3 separate regions of the Sus scrofa genome follow, and regions 2 and 3 are each linked to region 1. The links are chromatin contacts, called in public Hi-C maps. All regions are on one chromosome and are shown on one strand. Each heading gives the region's core, a stretch centred on a gene start, on an enhancer-like site or on the middle of the called end of the contact. The rest is flanking DNA. Distances are from core to core; before and after follow the strand shown. Region 1 holds the start of KMT5A (N-lysine methyltransferase KMT5A). Region 2 holds the start of TMED2 (transmembrane emp24 domain-containing protein 2). Region 3 holds the start of GTF2H3 (general transcription factor IIH subunit 3).

Region 1 (3,733 bases), core at 400-2,899:
CTATTCCAATCACACTGGGTTTCTTTTTCTATCCCAAGACAACCAAGCTTATCCCCACTTCCAGGCATTTACACTCATTATTGCCTCTACTTATAAGTACCTTCTCCCTTAAGACTCTCTTATTTAGGGTATAACCTAAAGCCACCAACTCAAAGAGGACTTCTCTGACTTCACCAATCTATAGAAGTAATGATCTCCCCAATCACACTCTGTAAAATTCCCTATTTTCATTTCACTCATAGCATTAATCACTACTTAATATTATCTTTTAAAATGTGGCTTCTTGTTTGTTTCTTCCCTAAAAAATATGAGAATGGGGAGTTTGCTGCTGATCAATAGTTGAGGACTTGGTGTTGTCACTGCTGTGGCTTGGACAACTGCTGTGGCTCAGGTTTGATCCCTGGCCTAGGAACTTTGACATGCCAAGGGTGCAGCCAAAAGTAAATTTAAAGAAAAATGGTAGATCTGTCTTATTTGCCACTGTATCCTTGGGGGACCAGACATTCCAATAAATGCTGAATTAATGCATTTTAGAGAAAGTAAAAACCTCTAAGTATTTATGGAAGCTGGAAGGAATCTTGGAGATCACAGACCAACTCCAAGATTTGACAGCTGTGTAAGCTGAGCTTCGGAGAGCTGAAATGACATACCAAAGGGCCCACGGTGAGTGACAGAATGGTCACTTTCTGCTTTTCACATAACATCACCTCATTTTGCTCTCCCTGCTTTCCTGGTGCAATGACAGGGTCTTTGGGCAATAGTGGGCCTTCCAAAATTTTTTTGGGAACCAAAGAGAGAGAATGGATGAGTGACCTCTGCTCATATCTCCAGGAGGGGTCCCCAGGAAAGAGCTGTAACTGGACACTTTAACTGTGTTCAAAGCAAAAAATACCCACGACACCTGTGTTTCTCTGGGAACTTACCAACCGAGGCTCTCCCAGAGTGGGAAAAGGTGCAGAGTTGTTTCCCTAGGGTTAAGGTAGCCCTCTAGTGGACTAACAGTCAAAAGACTGATCTAGGACCTGCAATTAAACTGCTGGTGACATTGGGCAGCAAGTAAGTTACTTGTTAAAATTGGTCCTCTGTTTCCCCATCTCTAAAATGGTTGGGATATGCTGGGCTAGGATCGCTGTGGACTGAGAATTTGACTCAGTTGGTAGGAGCCGTGCCCGCGGGCTTTGAATATTGGAACAGACTCGATAAACCTTTCAACTCGATAAACCTTGACCTGCTGGAATGGTCAAGGTGCTGCAGATGTTAAACTGCTGGGGGCTAGGCTTCCCAGGTCATAAGGGGAGGTCGAGGGGTCAAAGGTCGTGTTCCGGTCAAACCCACTAAAAACCGGAAGTCCCGAGTGGGTCTACTCAGAGCTGGGGCCTCCAGCCACATGACTAAACCTTCCGAGGCGGAGCTTCAGCAGCCGGAGAGGGCGGAGTTTGGGGGCCTCCCAATGGCAGCGTCGGTGTCCTTCCAGTGCAACCTATCAACGTGGGGCGACGGTAAAATTTAAACCCCCCCCTCCTCTGGGACCTGTCCTGAAAGCGTTTGTAGAAAGTGCGGCCACTCGCCCCGCCCCTGCCATGGAGGCGGGGAGAAGGGCGGGCTTTCGCTCTCAAGTTCGCCTATCATAGCTGGCAATTTGGGGAGAGGCAGGCGCTGGCGCCAATCAGCGCAGCAGCCGGTACCCGGCGGAGCAGTTGGCTACAGTTGTTGCAACTTTTTTCGAAAGCTGCGTTTCCCGGGAGATCCTATGCGGTGACAGAGCGGGGCTATGGCTAGAGGTATTGGCCCAAGTGGCCAGCGCCGGGGCAGCTGCGGTGGGGGGTCGCGCTGGAGGCGGGACTGAGGTAGCGGGAGTGGCGGCGGGGAGGCGCTCTGCCGCGGGCTGCTCGGACCGAGCGCGGGGACAGGTGGGGGCGCGGGGGGAGGGGCTGCGGAACCTTCTCATCCCCACCCTCGCTCCGGTACCCCCCCAGAAACCCGTTCCACTCCCGTTCCTCGGTTTTCCCTCTCTAAACTGTGGGCACTCGGTGGCCTGCCTCTCCGGAGGCAATGGGGCCATATGTCAAAGCTGTTTGGAAACTAAAGCGCAGGGCACCTCCAGGGAATGGTTGTTATTGATACAAATAGGGGAGAGAGCGAGGCATCGTCTGCTTAGGGGTTCTCTCTGGTTGGGAAGGAAAGCAACCCGGAGGCGAGGGCGCAGATCGGTAATTTACAAGGTGGGGAGCGCGTCGGAGTGGACACCGCGGCGGGCGCCTTCCCCACAACCTGAGTCAGCTCTGCGCCGCCGGGCGGGGACGGGCCCCGCTGGCCCACTTTGGGTTGACACGGGTCCCCTGCCACCTCCTGGGGCGGCCCTTCTCCCCATAGCTGATCAGGACTTTTGCCCACGGGACAAGGCTTGGTGGGATTGTGCAGCCGCGAGGGAAGTGAAGTCCCTGTCTGAAGTTCCTTGTACAGTTTACTGGCAGAATAGTAAGACCCATGTTATGCGGCAAAGTGATCTCCAACCGCTGATCACGTCCAGCTGCTGTGTCTCCTTCATGCAAAAACTTGAGCGTGACGATTCACTTGAATTATTATTTAAAAGAAGTTGAGGTTTAACATTTTCTCAAAAGTCCAAGTTCTTACATATTAGTAGGAATTTGCCTTAATGCAGTATCTTCCTTTTGTGATCATAATGAATAAAATAAGGATTCATTTAGCAAATATTTATTGGGCTTCTCTGTTTTCAGCCCCTGCACCCAGTTGCATCATTTATTCTCCCAGCTTCCCTTTAGGGTCTTTTGGGACATGACTTACCTAGATTATGATTAAGAAATGAGGCAGGAGTTCCCGTCGTGGCGCAGTGGTTGAAGAATCCGACTAGGAACCATGACGTTGCGGGTTCGGTCCCTGCCCTTGCTCAGTGGGTTAATGATCCGGCGTTGCCATGAGCTGTGGTGTAGGTTGCAGACGCGGCTCCGATCCTGCGTTGCTGTGGTTCTGGCGTAGGCTGGCAGCTACAGCTCCGATTAGACCCCTAGCCTGGGAACCTCCATATGCCGCGGGAAGGGCCCAAGAAATAGCAAAAAAAGACGAAAAAAGAAAAAAAAAAAAGAAAAGAAATGAGGCATAGTGAACTTCACAAGAGCTTCACAACCCAGTCCACAGAGAAAACTAAGACGCCTTAAATGTTTTTCTTCAGAAATGCATTAAGCATCTAAAAGTATATCTAATAATATCTGACTAATTTATCTGACATAGCTTAATAAATCTATGCATCCCTGATTCATTTTTCCCATCACAGCAAAATCATTTAAACTACCTGTTTCAGCAGTAGTGCATTAAAAAAAAGCTTGCTTTAACTAAATTAATCTTTGGGGGAAACACAACTCTGCCATTGAAATACTTAAATACTTAATATGGGAAAATAATAATTACCATTGAGGGCCAGGCACTTTATTATGTAAGTTAATCTTTACAACCTGTTATTTCCATTTTTCAGAGGTGGAAGCTGAAGTCCAAAGTCACTGTCCAGGCTCAGGCCATTCTCTGTCTTTACTTGTTCCACTCCACCTCCCTTATTTAACCATAGTGAAGATGAATGTTCCCAGCTTCTACCATGACTGGCTTACAAATCATCTTTGTTATGTACTGATTAGTGATTCTCACTGGCTCACTTGACCACCCCCCCCTCCAATCTTCCCCCCAAATTAGTGGTTATTTATTTCTTAGACTTCATTTTTTT
Region 2 (3,802 bases), core at 259-2,758, 140 kb after region 1:
AACCTCTGAAGGTATTAAATGCAAAAAGAGATTTACTGTAGGAAAATACAAGCTCATAAATGGGTTGGTGAAGTTGGAAGGGCAGGCTCTAGGCTGAGCCTCCCTCTAGCTATGGCTGTCCGGATAACACTGCAGAACTGACCTGCCAGAAGAAGCAGGGCCTTTGCCACAGTTTGGAAGGTGGGGAATCAGGAGACCATTACTAGAACTCTGAGTTCGATAACGCATTGTCATAGCCTGGAATCTTCTTTCACAGTACCTGCATCTGTTTATTGACACCTGAGCAGGAAACTGGATATTGGGCCACTACTGCCCCCTATTGTCTGGTAGTCTTTGAAGAAATAATCCTTCAAACTTGCATTGCTTATTCACATAAATGGTATCATCTGATCTTCATGATAACTTTACATGATAAGCATAAAATGTGCTATCACCCCCTTTATACAGATAAGGAAATTTAAGTTCAGAGAGTGATGGAACATAATTAAGGTTACACAACTATGTGTAAAACTGGAGTAACAACCCAGGTCTCCTCATCAGGCCAGTTCAATGAACTTGATGTGTCAACTAACACATCATGAGTGAGATCTTTTGTGACCCTAGGGGAGGGCCTGAGAGAGCAGCATATATGTGCCAAGACTTGTGCCTCATGAGTGACACAGACTGGTAAATAAGTATAACTTAGAGGGTGCAAATCTACCTTGTAAGCACAGAGGAAGGGGCTAGAATTTGGCAGTGGGAGATCTAGGAACATTTCAAGAAGAGGAGAGGTGACATTTGAGTTGGGTTTTGAGGGGTGTGTAGGAGTATGCCAGGAGGCAAAGTGTACAAAAAAATTGTCCCAGTAGCTGGCAAGAGCAATGGGGCCATGGGGGTGGCAACTAGACTCTAGGGAAGTGAGAGAATTCTAACTTTGGAGGATGTAGACAAGGTTTTTTGTTTTCGGTAGTTGTATTATATATACATACAGTGAAATAAGGCGTATTAAGTATACAGTTTCTTTAGTTTTTAAAAAGGCATATGTAAACACTCATGTACCCATCGTTTAGGTGACGATGTAAAACATTTCCAACATCTCAGGAGGTTCTCTCTCGTGCCCTTTCCCAGTCTCTATACCCTTCTCCATCCTTCCTCCGTCGGTTTTTGCGAGGTGAGGGCAGGCTAACATAAATATTAAAGCCCTTGGTTTCAGCTCCATTTCCTCCTTCCACTCCTATTACTGCCTCCAAATCTTCTGCCATCTTTACGGACAATCCTAAGAAGATACTGCACTAGGGGGAGGAGGGTTATTGCTACTGTTTTTTCCTCGTGTGGTCCATGTGAAATTTAAGTTGTAAGCGCGACTGGAGAGAGGAAGAGGACAATGGTTTCTGGTCCTTCGGAGCCACCGTCCAGGCTCGGCCCGCGCGGAGACGCCTTGTCCCTCGGCGGCTGCCGTGCGTCCGTTACGTGGCAGCTGCAGGCGCCCGCCAATCCACGGCGCCCGCATCAGCCCCCTCGGGTGGCGCAGCCGGAAGGGGCGGGGCTGAGGCGGCGGCGGCTGAGAAGGTAGTGGTGGCGGCGGCGGCCACGGCGGCTTTGGAGGCCGCGCTCCCGGTCCTGGCTTCGGCCCCAGCCCCACCATGGTGACGCTCGCTGAGCTGCTGGTGCTCTTGGCCGCCCTCCTGGCACGGCCTCGGGCTACTTCGTCAGCATCGACGCACATGCCGAGGAGTGCTTCTTCGAGCGGGTCACCTCGGGCACCAAGATGGGCCTCATCTTCGAGGTGGCCGAGGGCGGCTTCCTGGACATCGACGTGGAGGTGCGGGCGCGCTGCCCGCGACCGAAGCGGGGTCTTGCGGCCGCTCGGGGGTTGCCGGCGCGCGGGGCCCGCCGGCGCGCGGGGCCCGCGGGGGGAGCGGGACATCGAGGCCACTGTCCGAGTTCTGGGAGGGGCGCTGGCCGCCACCCAGCGACCCTCTAACCTCCCTTTTCCCCGCATCTCCCCGGATTCCGGGCTCCCCACGGGATACGTAACCGTTGCTTGATTGCTTTGGATACTCAGCTTGAATGGCGGGTTCCCCTTGGAACCTCTTGCCGAGCTTTGTCGACCAGGCGCCGCGTGTCAGATCTGGGCCCAGGAGGCGCTTCACAGTCTCGTTTAGCTGGTGGCGGGTCTCGAACGGTCAGCAGCTGCTTTCCTCCATAGTGCAAATTAAAGTTGGCACGTGACATGGAAACTTCTGAAAAAGTAAATCGAAAGCTATTGAGATATGTAGGCAGACGTTCGCGTTGTGTTTTATTTTTCATGGAAATGATCCAGATTACCCGATTTTACGTGAATCTCCTTTACGTGATACCTCGTTTAGCCATCTCCGGCTAGGGGAGTGAGGCTGGTTATGCATTTTAGGTGTAATGACTGCAGCGAAGTGGAGAAAACGGAAAATTATTTTAAGAAGCCAACAGTCTGTAAATTATTTCCTGTGTCTTGTTTTAAGCCAAAAGAATGATTCGCCTCTAACTTTTTTTAGAAAATCAGATGTAATTAATATTTAAAGTCATCCGTTAGCATGATTAATTAGGTCTAAGGATTTTCCATTTGACACTGACCCTCAGCGGAGTTGGGCATAAATTCCACAAAACAAGTGAAATCCAGAAATAAGGAGCTACTGGAAGGACTGACTGTTAAAGTTAGCTGAGAGCTTAAGACACCAGCTATTCCAGTCTACAAGTTTTACAGGTGGCATGGGCTTCATAAGAGAAAGCAACTTGAACAAAGTCTAACAGCTGATATGCAGCAGCCTAGGATGAGAACATGGGTCTCAGAATATCCAATCTAGTCCTTTGTCTTATGTCTTCAGGCATCTCAGATAAAGCAGATTCCTTTACTGGCTGGCAGTAATCAATTAGCGAGACCCAGACATGTAGCTTGCTCAAAATTCTTAGGGTTTTGTTTTGTTTTGTGTTTTGTCTTTTCGGTGCCGCATGCACGGCACATGGATGTTCCCAGGCTAGGGGTCTAATCTGAGCTGTAGTTGCCCGCCTACACCACAGCCACAGTAACATCAGATCCCAGCCACCTCTGCGACCTACACCACAGCTCATACCAAGGCCTGGTCCTTAACCCACTGAGCAAGGCCAGAGATCGAACTCGAAATCTCATGGTTCCTGGCCAGATTCATTTCTGCTGCACTACGACAGGAATTTTGTGGAGTTCTGTCATTAAGTGAAGTGGAGTCAAGTGCAGGTTACATTTTCTTAGTGAATGTCCTATTGCTGATGGACTTCACTTTAGAAGTTTTATGATTTTGAATCTTTTGTGTAATCTCACACATTTCTCTCCTGCCTCCAGATTACAGGGCCTGATAATAAAGGAATTTATAAAGGAGACCGGGAGTCCAGTGGGAAATACACATTTGCTGCTCACATGGATGGAACATATAAGTTTTGTTTTAGCAATAGGATGTCCACCATGACTCCAAAGATAGTGATGTTCACCATTGATATTGGGGAGGCCCCAAAAGGACAAGACATGGAAACAGAAGGTAAGATGAACATTCTAAAGATTTTTTTAAAAATCATGTTCCAAGAATTAATATTCTGTAAATTTTATCCGCCTGAATGGAGTATTTATTTTGATATCTTATTCTAGATTCAGTCACTGTCTTTACAACCAAAAACCTTTTGTGAAATAAACTTTATAATTATCCAAATCTTCTGATTAACAAAAAGAAGTTACTGGAAGTTCATGTTTATATTTCAGTCTTTACAGTTGCCATTTCTGGCTGCTTTTCTTAGTCACTTTGTGCTCTTGTAAGCATGT
Region 3 (4,116 bases), core at 1,607-4,106, 190 kb after region 1:
CCTCTGCAGTGACCCCAGTGGTTGCAGCTGGGTTCTTAACCCATTGTGCCAGAGGGAACTTAGGAATTCCCTTTCTAGTGGGAGAGGTGGAAAGTAAATAAGCATTCAGTGAAAGGAACAAGTTAATTACGATTGAAAGGAGCAGAAATGATGGGAAAAAAAGGCAGAATCATGAAAAAAGTGGAGCTACTTTAGACAGAGTAAACAGGGATGGCCTCTTGGAGTGGGCCATTTAAACAGAGACCTGGGTAAGAAAGGGTCCAGCCACATAGAGATCCAGTGGGAAAAGTCTCAGATGCAAACTATAACAAATTGAAGGCCCAGAGATGGGAACAAACGTAGTATGAGAAACAAAGAGGCCAGAGGGAAGCATAATTCAGTAAGGGACAGTATGGAAGGAAATTAAATAGCAGCATCAGGAGAGGCCTGCGAGGTGGTGCAGGTAAGGCTTAGGTGTTTAGATGTCATAGATACTGGATGCTGTCTTAGAGATATGCATCTCTAGGCCAGCCCTTAATTTTTTTTTTATTTGTTTTTGGGTTTCTCTGGCTGCTGCTCTCGGCATATGGAAGTTCCTGGGCCAGGGATCACATCTGTGCCCCAGCAGTGACCCCAGCCACTTTGGTGACAATACCAGATCCTTAATCTGCTAGGCTACCACAGCACTCCTGGGCCAGCCCTTTACATTAAAGAAGGCTCTACTATTATTATTATTTTGCTTATACCCAGATACTCACATTTAGGATGCGTGAATTAGTAGTAATCACAATGATGACATGAAAACCAGAATTTATACTGGAACATTCTCTATAGCAACTGCACAGAATGTGTCACAAGACAGAAGCTCAATAAACACTAGTAAAGTTGAACTACTGCTATAATTTAAGCTTCATAGTAACTTGGTATAAAATGGTCATTCTTGATTCAGAACAAATTTCATTTGTGAAATGCCCCCCATTTGATGATAGTTAGAGAGCTCTCTTCATGTTAAGAGGACTGAAATGAAGGGAGAAGCTGAGCATATGGCACCTTATGCAGGCATCTTATATACATCTCTCGCTTTACACTTCTAATGGTGATGAGCAGACTTTCCTCACACCCAGAGTGATTGAGGATGACACTCTTTACCTTTATCTCTCTTCAAGTACTCCAGCAAAGTCCGGATGGCAGCTACTGCTGAGGCCATATCAGGATCTTCTTTCATTTGAGACTTAAAGTATTCAATTAACTCTGCGAAGGGATAAAACAGTGGCTTATCAAGGTGATTTATTGGGATGGACGACAAGAGTTTATCAATGACTGCTGAGCTTAAAAAACAAGCTAATTTAAAAATTATTTTCTGGAGTTCCTGTTGTGGCCCAGTGGGTTAAGGATCTGACGTTGTCTCTGTGAAAATGTGGGTTTGATCCCAGGCCTCCCTCAGTGGGTTACAGACCTGGTGTTGCTGCAAGCTTTGGCTGTAAAAAGAAAAAAAATATAAATGTATATATTTTCTTTGCAGGGTGTTTGGCTTCAGGGGCACATCAATTTTGATAGGACTAGAGATGACATCACTTTACTATTGGCAAGCTTTCTCAGTCATTTTGAAAAAGCTATCCATGTACAATGGCATAAAATTTAAGCTCCACCAAATGATAGTGAAAGGTCATTCTCCCCCTTAATCTTTCTTTTTTTTTGGATGTGCCAGCAGCATGTGGAAATTCCTAGTCCAGGGATCCAACCCCGGCCACAGCAGTGACCGGAGCTGCTGTAGCAACACCAGTTCCTAAACCCACTGCACTTCAAGGGAATTCCCTTTTTCTACTTTTTTTTTTTTTTTTTTTTTTTGTCTTTTCTAGGGCCGCACCTTCCGCATATGGAGGTTCCCAGGTTATGGGTCTAATCCGAGCTGTAGCTGCCGGCCTATGTCACAGCCACAGCAACGCGGGATCGGAGCCTCCTCTGCGACCTACACCACAGCTCACCGGCAACGCAGGATGCTTAACCCACTAAGCGAGGCCAGGGATCGAACCCGCAACCTCATGGTTCCCAGTTGGATTCGTTAACCACTGAGCCACGACGGGAACTCCTCTCCCTTATTCTTGATCCCAAGTGCAAAAAGAATCCCAGAACCAACCACCTTACCGATTTCTTCTGCACCCCTCCAGATAGTGTATGCCAAGTAAAGCCTATTCGCTTACATACATATGTATGTGCATGTGTATGCAAAGGTCCACCTTTCTCTAATTTTTTCACATGAAAGGTACTATATATTAGTTATTTTTATTCACTTAATAAAACACTTTCATAACCACACTAGATGAACACAGAAACGCCTTTTGATTCTAGTACCAGATCCAACAGGGCAGGGAGTCTAACTCATACTTCACATATGAGGAAATCAAGACTTCGAAGACCTGCACACTTCGTCCGAAGTCTCACTTTTTCGGAAGAGGGCACTGGAAGCCTGGGAGAGGGGGTGTCCAGGGATGCCCCCAGGACCTATTCCCTGGATACAGGAGCAGCGAGAGGGTTCTAGTTGTGACCAGAAGAACTACATCCAGCCAAAGAGCCAGAGCTCGAAAAGTGACCACTCTCGGAACTCAGTCTGGGTGTGCGAGGTGAAGGGATCCCTGCGCGTCTCCGCTTTGGCCCAGCAGGCCCGTCGCGTTCCGATTTACCCTTGTCATCCATGGTGCCCTCCGGACCGCGGAGCGCAAAGGACCGAGAACCACACGCGATGTCTTGCTGTGTCGTGCGACCGCGCGGACCCCAAGTCACAGAAACTGACAGTGCGCGGTGCAGCGCCGCACTCCACTTCCGGCGCCATGAGGGCGGGGCCGTGGATAAGGGCTTGCTGCCTGAGCCAAGACTCTTTTTACGTCACTCGGTGGCGCCGGAAGTTGGGGCAAGCGGAATCTGGGAGGTTCGCCTGGCAGCAGCTGCCGATACGCTGAGGGACACTGGCCGCCATGGTCTCAGACGGTGAGGGCTGCGCTGGCGGGACCCGGACCCCTGGGCTGGGCAGAGTTTGCCCGGCCAGCATCAACCAAATGGAGTTTATCTTAGGGGCTGGGTGGAACCTGTTTGATCTTTAGAGAAGTAGCGAATGCATTCATTCATTTAGTAAATATTTTTGGAGCGCCTCTTGTATTCCAGGCGTTTCTTTATGCTCTGGGGTCGTAGCAGTTGTCCATGCATCCTTCAAGTGTTTTAATCAGTATAACAATCTTGTGAGGGAGGCCGACCTGGTGTGGTCTCTGTCTACAAATAAGGAGGTGGAGACCCAAAGAAAGAAATTCACAGGGACATTCCATGTGTATAGCTACACATCTCTCCTGACAGGTAACAATTTCTTTTTTTTCCAGGCTTGATAGTAGCAAGGAACGTATGGCCCTGAGAATTGTGGGATGGGGCTTGATGGGAACTAAGGCCAAAGATTTATGGTCAGAGGAATGAGGGCCTGTGAGAGTTATTAAGTGCTGCTTTGTGCTAGGCACTTTGTTGTGTGATTTACACATTCCTCGTTAAGGAGTCCAGGGTTTGGAGGGCAGAGTTGGGAAGAGAGATCAGAAACACAGCTAACTGTAAAATGAGCTAGTGAGTACTGTCATTAGAAGAGGGGAATGCTGTGGGCGGTCAGAAGTAGGCAGGGGGGCATTGAAAAGCCACGGTCTTTAAGAGTCCAGCGGATGTGTCTTCAGAGCTGGGTATTGGCTCTGCTCCTTGCTGGAAGGCCGTGTGATTTAGATCAAGTTACTTTCTTTTGCAAAATAGAAGTTTCATTGAGTCTAAGAAGATATTGATTATGAAATGTGCTTTTATTTTATTTTATATACCACTAAGAGAGAAAATAGAATGTGGTCAGTCATGATAGTAAGATACCATGCTGATTTCAGCAACTGTCAAATGTTAAAAAAAAAAAAAGGTTGTATATCTTATAATTGATGGAAGATAGCAATAAGTCCCTCGTTGTATTGTTGTCAGCATGAGATGGAGTGATAGGATTACATGTGCTGGAACCTCATTAGAGGGGCTGGCATTTCCATTCTCTGGAGATGGGGGAGCCAGGAACTGTTGGAATATCTGGGGAGGGCTTCTGGAGAAAGAGATAGCATTGATTTGGGGCCTTGGGGA

What was found. A called contact is a pair of places that touch in the nucleus more often than the background predicts.
Region 2: a Hi-C map of liver shows a contact between it and region 1, with 2.2 times the contacts expected there. The contact joins the promoter of TMED2 here to the promoter of KMT5A in region 1. A contact is called at or near these places in 4 of 5 promoter capture datasets (fetal liver, fetal skeletal muscle and liver), 18 of 47 Hi-C or Micro-C datasets (alveolar macrophages, blood, embryonic fibroblasts and 8 more) and 2 of 2 datasets of contacts at active chromatin or transcription factors (alveolar macrophages and skeletal muscle).
Region 3: a contact with region 1 is called in a Hi-C map of liver, with 6 times the contacts expected there. The contact joins the promoter of GTF2H3 here to the promoter of KMT5A in region 1. A contact is called at or near these places in 1 of 5 promoter capture datasets (liver), 1 of 47 Hi-C or Micro-C datasets (liver) and 1 of 2 datasets of contacts at active chromatin or transcription factors (alveolar macrophages).

What each region holds. Positions count from the first base shown.
Region 1 is chr14:29,541,432-29,545,164 of Sscrofa11.1, reverse strand. It overlaps KMT5A (N-lysine methyltransferase KMT5A), which reads left to right and starts at 1,649. Exons shown (of 7, transcript XM_021072264.1): 1 at 1,649-1,781.
Region 2 is chr14:29,398,160-29,401,961 of Sscrofa11.1, reverse strand. It overlaps TMED2 (transmembrane emp24 domain-containing protein 2), which reads left to right and starts at 1,508. Exons shown (of 6, transcript XM_003359088.4): 1 at 1,508-1,665; 2 at 1,668-1,801; 3 at 3,332-3,524. The coding sequence starts at 1,623.
Region 3 is chr14:29,354,205-29,358,320 of Sscrofa11.1, reverse strand. It overlaps GTF2H3 (general transcription factor IIH subunit 3), which reads left to right and starts at 2,856. Exons shown (of 13, transcript XM_021072258.1): 1 at 2,856-2,964. The coding sequence starts at 2,952. It overlaps EIF2B1 (translation initiation factor eIF-2B subunit alpha), which reads right to left and starts at 2,824. Exons shown (of 9, transcript XM_005670583.3): 1 at 2,661-2,824; 2 at 1,129-1,230. The coding sequence starts at 2,673.